Regions from separate parts of the Mus musculus genome. Here region 1 is linked to region 2. Evidence: chromatin contacts called from public promoter capture Hi-C data. All regions are on one chromosome and are shown on one strand. Each heading gives the region's core, a stretch centred on a gene start, on an enhancer-like site or on the middle of the called end of the contact. The rest is flanking DNA. Distances are from core to core; before and after follow the strand shown.

Region 1 (3,084 bases), core at 492-2,991, 360 kb before region 2:
ACAGAGACTGGAGGATCAGGAGAGAGTTGGAGGTAGCCTGGGCTACAGGAGACCTTGTCTTAAAAACAGAACAGAACGAGCCACCTGGAAGAACTAAGCATCCTAACAAATACCTTGTAATCCCAGCACTGTAGAGCCTGAGGCAGGAGGATGGACATGGCTTCCAACCCTAGTGCCTCACTGGGGGATTCTAGGCAGGTTCTCCACCCCGGGCTCTATCCCAGTCCACATCCTTCCAACCTGGCTGCATAGATCTCAGGCAGTTTTTCACACCTCTGGGCTGTGGACACTGGGCCTGTTCATTGTCTGTGGGACACTATGGGCCCTGCAAGGCACTGTGCAGTCTTAGGCTCCACACTGCATGCCAGGACCTCCTCCCTGATTTGAGAAAGTTACACATGTCCCTAGATGTTACCCAGTGTTCCCTGCACAGCAGAGTCACCCAAGTTCAGAGACAATCTTACACTAAACTGCAAGCTGACTGTGGTGTTTTTGAGACAGTGTCTCACTCTGCAGTCGTGGCTGTCCTGGAACTCACTATGTAGCCTAAGCTAGCCTCAAATTTTCCATTTTTCTGCCTCAGTTTCCTAAGGACTGGGAGAGCACGCCTGCCACCACCGGGGTAGAGATTCTCATTTGCACCCCAGGATGGTGGGAGTCAAGGGGGGTTCCTCATAGTCTTTCTGTGACAGCTTGCACCAGAATGGCCTTAACACATATCTTCCCTGGCAGATACTGCAGGGAGCCTACCCAGGGCTAGCTGCCCTGCCCTCATGAGGAGGTAGGGGGGACTGAGGACTGAGGGACAGCAGCTAACAGATCAAAGCAGAGTCCCAAAGCCACTGAGAGCACTAGACCTGTCTGCAGCTGCAAACCGGTGAACTTGGTGCCTGGTTCCCTGACACCTGGCAACAGTTTCAGTGCTATAACAAGAGGTCCCCCAGCCAGCCACCGTCACCCTCTCTCCCACCTCGCCCCTACCCCCACCCCATCCCACCCCCGCAGTGGAGAGCTGCCCACACACCTTAACACTATTGCCCCTAACACTCCCACAGGAAGTTTCTGAAACAGTCAGTCAACACTGGAGCCTTGTGCACCCCAAGATCTAAGCCTATGTACCCTGAGTCCCTGAGAGGGACACACAGGTACCTTCCCCCTGCTCTATGTCTTTGTCTCCAAGGTGTTGGTACTGTGTGCAACCAAACAGCAAACAGGTAGTGCCCCACTCCTCCTTGACTGCACCCCACTCCTCCCTGACTGCACCCCTCTTCTCCATGACTGAACTCCATTCTTCTCTGTCTGTATCCCACTGTTGTCTGACTTCACTTCACTCCTCCCTTATTGTACCCCACTTCTCCTGACTGTACGCCACTCCCCTGACTACACCACACTCCTGTCACCTTACCCAATACGTATCTGACTGCACCAAACTCAGTCTTGTATGACTGTACCCCACTCCTCCCTAATTGACTGCACCCCACTCCTCCATAACTGATTGCCACCCATTCCTCCCTGATTGCACCCCACTCCTCTTTGACTGCACCCCAACTCTCTCTGACTGCACCCCACTCTTGTCTGACTTCACCCCACTTCTCTGGGCTGCCCCCGTCCTCTCTGAGGCAGCCCACTCCTCCCCGATACACCCCGAGTCTCTTCAGCATGCGGAGCTCACCTGCCTCCAGCCAGTGTCTCAGCAGCCGCACAGCCGAACGCACCGCGGGGCCTAGAGAGGGCTCTTCCATGGGGCGGGGTCTCCCGCGATGAGGGCGGAGCCTCTGTAGCATTCGGACCAATCAGAAGCCAAGGTGGCGGAGGTTGGTCCAGAGGAGGAGCCTAGGGCCGACAGTCTGGTAGGCTTAGCCTTGGGGGCAGGGCGGGGCTTCGGGCTCGAGTGGGCGGGCCAAACCCAGGAATGGCGTCTCCACGGGCCATTCACTAGCTGGAGGGCGGGGTTATGCGTCTAAAGATTGGCAATCAATGGTGCAATCAAAGGGGCCTCTCTGAGGAGAAGCTGCTTAACGTTAGGCATGTACTAAGTCAGGCTTTGTTTTGTTTGGATTTTCGAGTTTATTTTATTGGTGTGTATTTATTGTATGGTATAATGAGTTTCATTATGACGTTTGCATACATTTGTATCCCATATTGTGATAATATTCATCTTCCGCTGAGCATCATTTTAGCAGTAAGAAAACACCGATCAAACTCCCCATCTCAGCCCAGATCTAACAGAACAGCAAGGTCCAGTCAAAAAACCCCATGGGAGCCAGGGACAGGAAGCTCCCTTGTGGTTTTCAAGGAACGAGTTTGAATCCCGAGCAGAGACCCAGGATAGTGAGGAAATACTGATTTTTTATTTGCTTGTTTATCATTTCTGTATTCTGATGTTCATCTCCGGTTTTTTCTATTCTCTCTGTTACTTGGGTTTTTTTTTGGCTTTTGCAGTACTTGGCTTGGGTTATAACTTCAGCCATATATATATATTTTAAGACAGGGTCACAGTAAACCGCCCAGGCTGGCCTTGAACTCACCATGCAGGAGAGGATGACTTTGACTCTCCAGTGGGGGCAGTGGCACCAGGGACTCATGCTGGAAGCCCCAGCCCATGGGTCTGCATTCTCTACAAGTTTTCTTGGTGACCTCAGAGACATCTGGAACATCCCTGCAGGTAACAGCCATCCCAGGGAAAGACCAGTGCAGCCCCTGGGTGGGTGACCTCAGGATTCTGGTGTGGACTGACATTCTGTGACAGACAATCTACTGGCTCGGCTCCCTGGACTCTTGTCATTCCTGAAGGAACCTGGCTATCATCCACACACACATCCACACACATACATGCACACACATATGAATGCCCCCACCACAGACATGCACAGACAGGCACACACATGCACGTGTGCTCACACACACAAACACACACAAACACTGCACTTTATATTCAGAGAAAGCCCAGAACCTTTCTTCAGTGTTCTTCCCTGGCACATCCCATCCAGGCTGTCCCCAGACCCTACTACTGTTTGTGGTTCACCTGGTAGATGCAGAGTTGGGCTATCTTCCAGCACTTGAGAAGATGAGGCAGGAGGACTG
Region 2 (3,008 bases), core at 449-2,948:
AGTGAGGGGCTGGGGGTGTGGTCAGGGTGGAGCCCCTGCCTAGAATTTCCCAGTAAGGGGCTGGAGCCTGGCTCATTGGTGACCTCTCTCTTCTAAGCATGTGCAAAGGCCTTAGGTTTCATGCCCAGAACCAGGAAATAAACCACACCAAGACTCCTCCAGTGCACACTTAGCTCCTGACCCTCTATCCGAAGGAAGCAAAGAGACCCTTGAACCACAAAACATGGGCTAAACTCCTCAAGTACCAAATCCACACTTGAGAACTCCATTAATCTTTACAACACATGCCATCCCAGCCCCATGAGAGCTAGAGCCACCAACTCCCTTTCTTTCTAAGCCCTGATCCCGAGAGCCAGAGGTGGTGTCTGTTCTGGGTGAATCTTCACTGGGGAATCACCCTCATTCAAACAGCAGGAAGGAGCTAGGACTGGGACTCAGCAGCCAGAGGAATGAGGTCATCTCTCAGACAGGACGGGTAGGGGGCGTGCTTCCCACCAGGTGTTCTCAACAAGGAGTGCATCCCACCAGGTGCTCTCAATTAGCAGAGAATTTAGGGGAGCGGGGTAGGAAGGTAATGCCTATACAGAGGTTGGTGTCAGGCTTACAGCTGGAGACAAGTGAAGTTGGTGGGGTGATTTAAGGGCTTTGTAGGGGACAATGGCTTTGGATCAGGGATAGAGGATGGAAGGACCTGGACTTGCATTTGAAGACACAGAGTGGAGGTTCAGATCTGAGAGGGTACGTGGTGGATTTGGGGACACAGAATGTCTGTGGTTTCTGGCCATGTCTCCCCTGAGATGAGACACCTGGTTGTTGGCTGAACCACTGGGTGTTTACGGCAAATTTAGTTCACAATCCTTCCCACCTGGGGAATGCCAGATTTGAGACTCCTGGACTCTGGAGGTTGACTCAGATCCCAGTTTGGATGTAGGGAGCATCTGAGGCAGGGGGATTTACATTTGGAAGTCAACAGGGTGCAGATGAATGGTTTGCAGTTGAGTCTTGAGTGATCAGCATGAGACAGAATGCTCTAAATTTAAGGGAACATAGCTCAAAAGAATACAGAGTGTTGGTGACAGGGCGAGGTCATTGGGGACAGACCGTCTGAGATCTGACTCAGGACCTCACCTGAATTGGGTGGTTTTGGTGGAAGTAGTAAAGGGTGACCTGAATTTGGGGGCGCAAGGAGCCTGACCTAGGGTTCTGAGCTGCAACATGTGGAATGCCTGGATTTGGACATTAGCCGTGCTCTGAACAAGGCTCTGGGCGATGATTGCTGTGATGGACAGAGCGAGGTCAAGGCGAGGTTGCCGGGTGAGGGGACTCAGGGTTGGGGTGACTCAGGGCCTCATCTGGGAAGCTGGTTTGCATTCTGGGGTTCGGGGGAACAAGACGGGTGGTGCCCTGGATTCGAGGGGAGCAACTATCAGAGCAGAGCTCTGGGGATGGAGGACTCTGACAGACTCAGAGAGCTGGCGGGGTCGGGGCCGGTACTGGAGGTCGCTGGGATGTGGGGTTCAGGATCAGGCCGCACTGGAGCCCCAGAGAAGGAAGGGGTCGGCTGGGGGGGCGGGTCCCCGAGTCACCCGTGTCCTCACCTGCCTCGCTCCGGTCGCCAGCCGGCACCCGCCGGTTCCCGCCGGTCCCAGGAACACGCCGCGCCTGTTCGAGGCCCCGCCGTTGCGACAGGCCCCGCCGCCGCTGCTCACGGGAATCCCCCGGCCTCCGCGGTAGCTAATATGGCGGAACTCAGTGGCAACCCGACTCCCTCCCCCAATCTGTCCCGCAGGCCGCGCGCGCGCCCGCGACCGGCCCCGCCGCCCAGCGCATCACCGCGCCTAGGCCACGCCCCCTAGGTCCTCCCCCCCAACGCCGCCAAGGTTTTCCGTGGGCAAGCCACGCCCTCAGCCACGCTCACGGCCCACACGCACGGATCTCTCCGCCAACCCCCTGTGGCCTGTGCTGAAGCCACGCCCCTCGAGTTACCAACGCCTCTCCTAGGCCACGCCCCCACACCGCCTCTTTCCCTGTCCCTTGCGGGCACGCCCCCTAGACACTCCCACTCTGTGCCGTGCTCGCGTCCACCCCAAACAGCTGCGCCTGCGCGCCCCAGCGCGGAGCAGCTCGGGAGTATGGGACGTCCTTCAGGATTTAAATCAATACAGGAAGCGAGACGGCACTTGTTGCCCGGGGCAACCGTGTTGGGATGAGCAGTCGGGGAAGACCACGGCTGAATGGGGGGGGGGGACGACTAGAACAGGAGTAACTAGGCGCGGAGGAAGGCGTGGCTCCTGTTTGTGGAAGAAGTGGGGCGCTTCCCCCTGAAGCTATGATTCACTCAACAGTTAAGTGACTACCCCACGGATGGCGCTCGGCGCGCGGACGCTGCTGGTTACTCACTGTGCGTTTATTGTTTTCAATTTTCGAGCTACCTTTTTCTCTCTAGCCAGGCTAGCCTCGAGCTGGAAGCAATTCTCCAGCCTCAACTTCTGCATTGTTAGAACGACTGTTAGACACCTGCCCCCCCAAAATATTTATCGTGTCCCTGAGTACTCACTCCCAGAAGCCCCAAGTGATGACAGCTGGAAATAAACCTCAAGAGGGTCCAGGTTCAAAACCATACATGTTGGGCCCATCACAATGGCTCAAAAGGTAGGGTGATTGCAGCTAAGCCAGCTGGAGCCCACCTTATACCCAGGATCACTTGGTAGAGGGCGAGAACCAACTCCTGCAAGGTGTAACTCTGACCATCCCATGGGCACACCTGTGCCAGCCCCTGGGTAAATGACACTAAACAAATTAAGAACACAGACTGTTCTTCCAAGAGGTCCTGAGTTCAATTCCCACATGGTGGCTCACAACCATCTGTAATGGGATCCGATGTCCTCTTCTGGTGTGTCTGAAGATAGCGACAGTGTACTTACATAAAACACGTAAATAAATCTTAAAAAACAAAACAAAACACCAAAAAAAAAAAAAAACCCAAATAGGGTTGGGTTTTGTTGTGT

Evidence for each region. Capture Hi-C pulls out chosen DNA fragments and counts their contacts.
Region 1: a promoter capture Hi-C map of liver shows a contact between it and region 2. The contact joins the promoter of Gng7 here to the promoter of Fzr1 in region 2. A contact is called at or near these places in 6 of 39 promoter capture datasets (embryonic stem cells, fetal liver, liver and 1 more) and 1 of 9 other capture datasets (liver).

Annotation. Positions count from the first base shown.
Region 1 is chr10:81,013,184-81,016,267 of GRCm38.p6, forward strand. It overlaps Gng7 (guanine nucleotide binding protein (G protein), gamma 7), which reads right to left and starts at 1,742. Exons shown (of 4, transcript NM_010319.3): 1 at 1,673-1,742.
Region 2 is chr10:81,376,672-81,379,679 of GRCm38.p6, forward strand. It overlaps Fzr1 (fizzy and cell division cycle 20 related 1), which reads right to left and starts at 1,699. Exons shown (of 14, transcript NM_019757.1): 1 at 1,599-1,699.